Regions from separate parts of the Mus musculus genome. Here region 1 is linked to region 2. A link is a contact called in public HiChIP or PLAC-seq data. All regions are on one chromosome and are shown on one strand. The core of a region is the stretch at or near the end of the contact, and the rest is flanking DNA. Distances in the headings are between cores, read along the strand shown. Region 1 overlaps 4930568A12Rik (a long non-coding RNA gene). Region 2 holds the start of Zfp451 (zinc finger protein 451).

Region 1 (4,994 bases), core at 2,442-4,941, 660 kb before region 2:
AGTTCAAATCCCAGCAACCACATGGTGGCTCACAACCATCCGTAACGAAATCTGATGCCCTCTTCTGGAGTATCTGAGGACAGCTACAGTGTACTTACATATAATAAATAAATTTTTGTGAACCACCATGCAGGTTCTGGAAACCAAACACGTCCTCTGCAAGAACAGCCAGTGCTCCTAACAGGTGAGCCCTCTCCCTGACTCCCAGGGGAGACTTCAGGGGTAACTCATGACATTATTCATTAATAGACTGATGGGCTAATGCTTCTCTCAGGAGCAGGTCATTGAAGAAAAGTTTGGCTCAGGTCTCTTGTTTGTGTCCCTTTCACCAGACCATGTCTTGCCCCAACGCAAGGCTCTACAGAAAAGGCATTACCAAATGCCACCCCTGGACCTTGGCCATTTCTGCCTGCATAAACTAAGTGACTCAGGCAAACCTTTATTGTCTATAAATTACCAGCAAGAACATGTGGACTTTGTTAGACTTCTGAGGTGGCTTAAAGAGGCAGAAGAGACCAATCTGACCTCAGCAGACAGAGCTGTTTATTTCAAACAACGAGAGGCAGAAACGAGAGCAGGAAAGGGGTACTTGCCAAAGGGGAAGGGAGTGCTTGGGGTTAGCATAAGAGGTTTGGGGGAATTAAACTCAGCTGCAGGGCCTGAGAGCTTGTACTTTCTCCCTCCTGGAGTAGTTTGTCCTGACAAGATTGTTTTAAAGGTTGTAGACTGCCTTGCCCCAGATTATCAGGATGCAGGTGATAGTGGGCCACTGGGTTAGGTTAAGGAACATGGTCGGAGTCTGGCCCGGGTTTCCAAGGTTTATTTATTCTAACCACATTCAGTCATAGTAACAGGAAATAGATGAAGAGAATCATGACAAATATCAGGAAGCTGTGTTACTGTGGCTGAGACTGGGAAGCTGCAGGTGTGAGCAGCCCCTGGCTGCTTGATGTGTTGCACAGAGCAGCCCAGGGGACGACATAGTTTTAGGAGACCCCCCCCCCCAGTCACATCTTTCTCCTCTTTCCTGTACCCCTCTCCATCTCTTGATTGGCTTACTGTTTAGCATTATAAGTATTTCCTGGAGGCTGGAGAGATGGCTCAACAGTTAAGATCACTGACTGCTCTTCCAGAGGTCCTGAGTTCAATTCCCAGCAACCACACAGTGGCTCACAGCCATCAGCAACGGGATCAGATGCCCTTGTAGTGCCAGGGAAGGGTTGAGCCCCCACCCACCCCCTCAAAAAAAAAACAACAGACAGAAGCCGATCTGATACAAGTCACATCAGGGACTTTATTCTATTGGAGATAGTTTGGGAGCCCCCTCCCCATCACACAGGACAGTTTTGGTGATGGGGACCCCTGAATATCTATGGAGCAAGGCTTTATAGTAAGCAGCAAACAAGGGATAAGTGTACAAGCATCTAATTGGAATTAGATGTGGTCTTTAACATAATTGGCTGGTGCTGGGAGTCAAAGCATAAACTTAGTTTCTGCTCCCCTCTGCATTGGTGGGCTTGTAACCTGGGGGTGCAGGTTTGTTGGGGGAATAACCTGGAGATGCTGGTCTTGTTGGGGATTAACCTAGAGACTGGAGCTAGGCTCAGGTTTTGTTAGATGGCAACTTGGAAACTAATGCTAGGTACCAGCCTGTTAGTCTACCTGAGTTCAAACTTAGGTCAGGTTCTCTAAAATGGAGTCTGAATTTAAAAGCTTTGGCCTCTCACTGTCTGCCGGTAGTCCCATCTCCCTCCCTCCCACTGTTTTCCATTTTCCCTTCCAGGAATGGGTCATTTTCATGAGGCCACTGGCAGATTCCTCTTCGGCCGTTGTTATCATGGAGCTGCTTTGCCTGTGGCTTCCTGCACTCAGAAGCACTCCACATTGCACAGTCTCAAAACAGTTTCACTTTCAACGCTGATTTCTCCATTTTTAAAACAATGACTATTACTGGGTATATAGCTCTCCCCTTCTGCTAAAGGGTTAGCTCTTTCCAGAGAGTATATTCCTGTAAGTGGGATAAGTGGATCAAAGCATACAGATGTTCACCTTGCCAACTAACTGTCCACCCCTCACCGTGTCTAAGACACTTCCTATCCATAAAGATGGTGGTAACCTTTATTCTTAATATGCACAGAAAAAGATGAAAAACGCAGTGGAAAAATGAACAAGGGATCCGAGTGTCATCGTAAACACTCAAACCTGTTCAACTTCACTTAGAATTAGAGACTTGGAAATCCCTGCCCATGAAGAACCCATCTTAATGGCAAGGATCACAAGTTTGGCCACATGCCTTACAGTAAGTCAAGGACGGAGCCCCATCCTGATGTGGGATTTTGAGAGTTAGGGGAGGGTACCTTAGAAATTGAAGACAAATTTTAAACAGTGGGTACTTGTCATGTGTTTGGGGAGTGTTGTTCATTGGTAGAGTACAAGTGTATCATGGGAGACTCTGAGTTAAGTCCCTAGCTTAAAAGAAGTTACATGCAGCCAGGTGATGTGGCACACCTTTAATTCAAAGGCAGAGGCAGACAAATCTCTGACTTCTAGGCTAACCTGGTTTACAGTTCCAGGATAGCTAGGACTGAGAAACCTGAGGGGGGGGGGGAGAGAATTACACTTCTTTGTTTCTTCACTCAGAAATGTTTCTATGTATTCGAGACAGATGGGCTTCAATCTAGATCTCAGCATCCTGCCTCAGCATCCTAGGGTTCAAGGATAATTGTGCACCACCACGCCCTGTGAGTACATGCCTCTTTTTCATTCACATGTATGTATGTGTGGTGTGTGCATATGAGAGAAGGAAAGACCCATCCTGAATGTGGGCAGCCGACCTCATGGGCATGGACTTAAAGGAACGAGAAAGTGAGCTGAGTACCAGTGTTCATCTCTGTCAGCTTCTTAATAACGAGGCCATAGCAAAGGCCAGCTGCCTCAGCGCTCCTGCTGACATGCCTTTCCCACCAGGGTGGACTATGGACCCTGAAGCCCTGAGCCCAAATACCCTTATTCCCTTAAACTGCTCCTTGACAGCAATTTGACCACCACAACCAGAAAAGTGGTTAGCACATGTGCTTAGACTCACTGAAAACAAAACAGGAGCCACATTGTTATACATTGTTACTAACACTCCACACCTTCCAAGACTCAGCTTCTGTTTCCTAAACCTAAGAAACCCTGCAAACTGTTTTCAACCTATGCTGAACCTGTAACCCCATAATGGATGCCCACCCCCATTGCCTTGCTAAATTCCTGGACACTCATGGTGGCTCCCATTCCACCCGATGTATTCCTGCTCTATCTACCCCACAAACAGCCTTGAGCCCCCTGTGCTCCTGCTCTTTCTGGCTAGGTGCTAACAGCCAATCATCCCAACAGCTGTTCTCTATCAGCTCTAACCCTTCCCTATAAAGCAGCCAGTGAGGGGCTGTTCTCTGAAACTCCGACTTAGGGGAAGGCAGCCATGTGGCCGATCTAAATAAAGCTTACTTAATCAGACAGTCATGGAAATGTTTTTCCCTTGGGTCTAACACCGTCAGCTTTGGGTTTTGTGACCCCGAGGAGCAGGCACTCTATGGTAATGCTCCTTTTTGGTGCAAACCCTAGAAGAAGCCCCACTACCCTGTCTCTCCTTCGGCTGGTCAGACCTAAGTCAGTCCTCTGTTTGCTTTCTGCCCTTTTGCACTGATGTCTTGGCACTTGACACTTCGGTGACCATTTATTGCTTCCTCTTCCTGTACTCGGTATCTAGAAAACATGGTGCTTTTCAAGTTTTAAAAACTGATAAGTGTTCCGGGGAAGTGACACATGCCTTTAACCACACACACACACACACACACACACACACACACACACACACACACACACACACTCACACCATTTTAAATGTAAGCACCACAAACGACATAGATGTGGCTACTTCCTTTCTGAGTCTGGCTTCATTTGAGTATCGTAATAGGTTCCAGTCACAATCACACCCTGCAAATGTCATGCCTTAACTTTTCCCCACGGCTGCATTGGACTCTATTGTGCATATGTACCACATTTTTAAAAATCCATTCATCTGTTGATGGATCTCTTTGCTGCTCTAATTTCTGGCTACAGTACCCTGTATATCTACAAGCATGAATGCTCAAGTATCCATAACATGTCAACTAAGAGTCCTTCAGGTTTGCACCCAAGAATGGTATAGCTGGGGCATTTGGCAGTTCTATTTTCAATCTGTTAAGGAGCTTCCGGCCTGATTTCCATAGAGGCCACACAAGTTTACATTCCCACCCATGTTGGACATAGAGTCCTCTTTCCCCCACATCCTCACCCGCACTTTGTTTTCTTGATGCTGGACATTCTGCCTGAGACAAGACAAACTCGCAAAGGAGTGTTAATTTGCAGTTCCCTGATAGCTAAGGATGTTGAACACATTTTCAAGCATTAATTTGGCTATTTGTGTTTCTACTTGTTTTGTTTAAATTATAATTGATAGGCATCATTCTATAAAATGATGCAGAGTCTCCCATGGATATAGGTTCATGGAGGAAAATATTCATAACACATATATTTTAAATGTCTGAATGCTGAATGGTGGTGGTACACACCTTTAATCCTAGCACTCAGGAGGCAGGGGACAGCCAGATCTCTGTGAGTTCAAGACTAGCCTGGTCTACAGAGTGAGTTCCAAAAATAATGCAGTCAAGTACTGCTTGCTGAATGTGTGTGTGTGTGTGTGTGTGTGTGTGTGTGTGTGTGTCACACACAATTTTTTTTTAATTTGGTTTTTTTTTCGAGACAGGGTTTCTCTGTGTAGCCCTGGCTGTCCTGGAACTCACTTTGTAGACCAGGCTGGCCTTGAACTCAGAAATCTGCCTGTCTCTGCCTCCCAAGTGCTGGGGTTAAAGGCGTGCGCCACCACCGCCCAGCTATCACTTACAATTTTAAGGTGCCAGACAGACAAATGTTCTAAGTAGGGATCACACAGGGGATGGACGGACAAATCT
Region 2 (5,002 bases), core at 2,159-4,658:
AGACTTGCAATCATTGTTTAGATGTGCCTGGTACAGTTGTCACTCCTAATCCCTGTAGGAAAACTTACCTTGTTCTACCCTTTCCAACCCTACCTCCTTAAGTGAATAAACAGGTTTATTTCTGGCAGAATAAAAGAAATTCAACCTCAAATCATCAGGCAGTCTATAGGTTGGCTTGCCTCTTTCAGATTGGATCCTGGGACATTGTAATGTATTATCTGACCCACCAAGAAATACGGTAAGGTGTGCACAGCAGTATTCTATTAGCAAATGGAAGAGGTATGTATAGAGTTGAGTCCTAGTAGGCCTTGGGGGCACAAGCAAGTTACATGAAGAAGTGGATCTAGTGCCAACGCTTTCTATTCCTGTTAATGATGCCAAGTGTATAACCTGATGGGGTGTTCCTATGATTGATTAATTGGGGAAGAGAAGATTAGGGCCTAGTTTACTGATGGTTCTACATGGTATTCAGGCACCAACCAGAAGTGGACAGTTGCAGCATTACAACCCATTTCTTGGAGAACCCTGAAAAACACCAGTGAAGGTTACTCATAGTGGGCAGAACTTTGTTTAGAAGGAGAAATGGCCAGATGTGTGACTGCTTACTGATTTATGGGATATAGCTGATGATACACTGGATGATCAGGGACTTGGAAAGAGCATGACTGGAAAGTTAGTGAAAAAGACATCTGAGGAAGAAGTATGTGGACAGCTCTCTCCAAAAGGGTAGAAGATGTGGGGACATTTGTGTCCCATGCCAACAGTCATAGTAATCAAGTAGATAGAGTCCTGTTCTCAGGACAGTTAGCTTCTTTCTGCAGCCATCCCTCCATCCCTGTCATTATCTCATGGGCCCATGAACAAAGTGGCCATGGTGGCAGAGATGGGGTTTAGGCATGGGCTCTACAACATGGACTTCCAGACACCAAGGCTGATCTGGCTACTGAGGTGGCAGATCTTCCAACATTAGAGAGCAACAGAGTTGCAGATATAGCATCATTCCCCAGGTAGCATTTCCTGTTGGCGGTGAAAGACCTCCGAAGGGAGACCCTCACTCAAGTCTCAGGATAATAGCGGACTCCCAAGAACTCACAAGAGACCAAGCTTGATGCAAACCACATGAGGCTTTATTCGGGGAAAGCCAGAGCTCTGGGGACAACTCGTATCCCACGCAAGGGTAGAGGAGTCGACCCCAAGGGGAAAGGGGTCCCAGTTTTTATAGGCCCTCAGGGGGGAAAGGAGAAGGAGGGAGTAGGGGATTTCCAGATCTAAACAATATCTATTCTAAAACGATTTCTCAAGAAATGGGTATGGGAGGGGTACAAAGAAAGAGTCTGGTGCAGGTGCAACAACTCCAGATTGGCCCCGGCTGTGGTTGCTGGGGAGATTTTCCGACTCTTCCCCAGCAACCAATATCACAAACACCTGGCAATGGGCTTCATCAGTGGGCACACACATGGGTTCAAGGAACAGTCAGAACATTGGCAGACACACGGGTTCTAGGAGTGGCCAGAGCATTGTGCACCTCTATTTTTCTAAATCAGTGAAGCTAGTTCTGCTAACAGTGACATCTATCTTGCCAATTTCAGGGCTTCTGTGACCTTTTACATTCTGTCAGGATCTTTCAGCAGCTGGACTCTATTGGACCACTTCACTTCCTCCATGGAAAGGAGAACACTTTGTCTTTGCTGGAGTAGATCTTTATTCTGGGTATGGATTTGTCTTTCCTGCAAGTGATGTTTCTGCCAACACTAGGGTCTTACAGAATTCCTCATCCACTGTCATGGTGTTCCGCACAGTGTAACCATTTAAATTATCTCATCTTTATACCAATAAAGACACAGGAGGTATAAAAAAAAACCCTTCTAGCTCACTCAGTGAGGTAATTTTATTTTCTGAACCATATACAAAACATCTATTTGCAAGCCCGATTCTACGATTCTACAATGAAACTGCTGGCTTTTCAGAAATCTCTCTGTGTCATTCTTCCAAGCCAGTCTACCTTTTTCTTTAGCTCCTCCAAACCCAAGAGGGCTCCTTAGCTTCTTTCCTAGAATACTGTTTTACCTGTGTCCTGCCAGCTGCTTCTCTGTTGTTCCTGCAAGCCCAATCTCTGACCCCAGACAAGGGGGAAGAGAAGGGAGGGGGAGAGGGAAAAGGAGAGGAGGAGGGGAAGAGAGAGAGAGAGAGAGAGAGAGAGAGAGAGAGAGAGAGCTCTATCACAGGTCCAATTTTCAATTTTGCTTATATAAAAAGTATCTCCTCCCCTAAACCCTACACAGGCTCCAACCCTGTCAGTAAGGTCTGAACCATTTTACATTCACAGAAGGGTAGCTAGCGGCAACTGACAAAGGAAATATCTATTTAACCTTTTTTGTTTGTTTTTTGGTACAGGGTTTCTTTTTGTTTTTTTGTTTTTTTTTTTTTTTGAGACAGGGTTTCTCTGTGTATTCCTGGCTGTCTTGGAACTCTCTCTGTAGACCAGGCTGGCCTTGAACTCAGAAATCCGACTGCCTCTGCCTCCCAAGTGCTGGGATTAAAGGCGTGCGCCACCACCGGCCCGGCTCGGTTTTATTTTATAAGAGTCCAAGTGTATCTTGAAAAATTACATTATACCCCTGGGATTTAGCTGCTTTTACTTTCCCGCTGAACTCTGTACTCTAGTTTTACTCCTTGCTCCTCTCTCTGGTCCTTGAGTGAGACTGAATATTTACTAGCACCGGGAGATAGAAAACATGAGAGAGATTGAGTAGCTCAAGTGCTTCAGGTCTTGGACTTCACTTAAACCTATCCATCCATCTATCGATCCATCCTTCCTTCTGGCCCGAAACAAAGACCACTGAGCATTGCTTTCATAGCAGTATGATCACTAAAGGTCTGAAAGGGTTAACTGACATTACTAGGACTGTTTTGCCCACACCTCTGTGTTCCACTCTCCAAGTAATTAACCTATCAACTCAACCTAGCCTGAAAAGAACAAGGGAGAAACAGGAAAGGCTAGGGGCAGCCCTCTGGAACCTTATCAGTAATGCTACTTTTAGTTTACAGGAACCTGTGGACAACAAGGAAGCCCCTTTGTGAGACTTCTGCGAGAATTAATGACCTCTCAGGAATGCCATATATAAGCTCTTGCCCTTGCTTTGCCAAGATGTAATTGGGAGGAAAAAGTCTTCCATGTTTTCATCTGCCTTGCTTGTTGCCAGTGGGGCTCTTTTCCTGTCAGTGTCTCTAAGTGAAAGGCGGCAGCGGAACGAGAATTGGCGTGGACTCAAAACTACATCAAGACCCTCACCACCTCCTCCTGCCATCTTCCGGAGATGCAGATGAGCGCCGAGCTCCGGATCCTCGCCACCTTTCCCCGCCACGCGGTCGTCAGCCTCGAGACCGGCGGAAACTACGACTCCCAGAATCCCTCGCGGGGCGGGAGGAAGGCGGGGAGCGTACAAAGCGGCGCTGGAAGCTAGCGGCAGTGAGGCCGCGCTTGGGGTCCGGCAGCTTGGCGTCCCCGCGGCCTGAGGCGTCAGCTGCGTGGGCGCTCACGCAGGGCGGGTCGCGCGGCGCCGGGCGAGAGGGAAGTCGTGGCGGCGGCGTCGGGAACAGCAGCGGCGGCGGCGGGAGCGTGGTGCTGACAGGCCGTGGGAGAAATGGGAGACCCAGGGCCGGAGGTGAGTGGTGGCGGCCCGGGCCTTGGCTCCGCCGAGCCCGACCCCGAAAGGTTTGGTTTGTCTTCTCAGCTTTGGGCTCAGCCGGGCGGCGGCCTCGGGCGAGTGCGGGGCCTCCGGGCCTGGTGCACGTCTGCGTGGAGTCCTCAACAATGGCGGTCCGGCCGCCCCCAGCCCCTGGCCGCCCTAGCCGAAGCAGCCGCAGCCCCGAGGGTGAGAAGGGCTTGGAGGCAGGCTGGCCTTGTACTTGAAGCCTGCATCCCCGACCCCGGGGGTTTAGAGCCTGCATCCCTGCCCCTGTAAGAGGCGGGGAGGGGAATTGTGGCAGCTCGCCTGGGAAGCTAGGTCTCTGCAGCTCCAAGACGGCTTAGCACGCCCGGCCTCCTCCATGCAGTTCCCTGGGCTGGATTTCCGCTTGGTCCTGCTGCTTCCCCTCAGGGGCTTTTGTCTTTAATCGATCCTTTTGGGGAGAATTTCTTCCTGCGATCTTGTGGCTGAATCGATAAGCGTGTTTTGGCTTTTGTTTATAGATAATAGAATCTGTCCCACCAGCTGGGCCCGAGGCATCAGAGTCTACCACGGATGAAAACGAAGATGACATTCAGTTTGTTAGTGTAAGTAGAGACAGACAATCGCGGTTTGCTGGAGTGAAGTGTGGTAAGCCATTGTATGATTAAGCCCCACCAGACAGGCAGTCATCACTCAACAGACTCAACAGATAGTCATGAATGGCGAATAGCTGTCGCACACTGATGCTGGGGACTTTCACCCTAAGGGATACCTCAGTGCTTGGGGCTACCTGAACAATTGGAGTAGGCATCCGAATTGTTTTGTGCTTCCTGGTACTGCCCAGGGCTTAACTTCTGTCCAAGAAAGAAGACACACAGGACTAGTTAATGCCAGGAGGTTGGAAGTAAGGCCTGCAAAGAACATTGCATCTTAGCATGATGTATCCTCTAATCGCTGAGGACTTCCCTAACGTCTGAGGTCATCTTGTTACATCACAGAAAATTGTTGGTCACAATGGGGAGGCCTGTGTCACCTGAAACACTGCTGTTTTTCTACATTTGTTCCTTTGGGGAGCAGGTGTTCTCCAGCGTTGAGTGGAAGCTGTAAGATCTGGGCCCCCTCCAGATCTGTTGAATCAGAAATCCAGGCTGGAGCCTAGGTATTGTTATTTTGACATACAGTGAGGGACCCTGGGATCTCCCAGCCAGTCCTAAAGTGATGGTGAGAGGGAAGGGAAACGGCTTTGGGTGATTGTCACCTATAGTGGCTAAGTTTGTACATCAGTTCTTCTTAAGTAGTGTGTAGCTAGAGAACATCCCTGCTTTATACAG

Evidence for each region. HiChIP or PLAC-seq counts read pairs in DNA pulled down with a chosen protein or histone mark.
Region 1: an H3K4me3 HiChIP or PLAC-seq map of bone marrow-derived macrophages shows a contact between it and region 2, with 5 times the contacts expected there. The contact joins the enhancer-like site here to the promoter of Zfp451 in region 2. A contact is called at or near these places in 2 of 39 promoter capture datasets (the HPC-7 cell line and cranial neural crest), 3 of 115 datasets of contacts at active chromatin or transcription factors (bone marrow-derived macrophages, memory CD8 T cells and thymic regulatory T cells) and 2 of 9 other capture datasets (adipose tissue and macrophages).

The regions. Positions count from the first base shown.
Region 1 is chr1:34,477,903-34,482,896 of GRCm38.p6, reverse strand. It overlaps 4930568A12Rik (a long non-coding RNA gene), which reads left to right. Exons shown (of 6, transcript XR_865327.2): 4 at 2,138-2,299; 5 at 2,662-2,741. Among named protein-coding and RNA genes, the nearest start is that of Gm32566, 3.9 kb to the left of the region's middle. Within about 2 kb of position 3,691, at least 63 of the 459 cell types and tissues checked have an H3K27ac peak or open chromatin away from gene starts, as enhancers often do. A contact at or near this core is called in the HPC-7 cell line, bone marrow-derived macrophages, macrophages and 1 more, where this site is marked.
Region 2 is chr1:33,813,001-33,818,002 of GRCm38.p6, reverse strand. Zfp451 (zinc finger protein 451) reads left to right here and starts at 3,408. Exons shown (of 15, transcript NM_133817.3): 1 at 3,408-3,665; 2 at 4,193-4,276. The coding sequence starts at 3,645.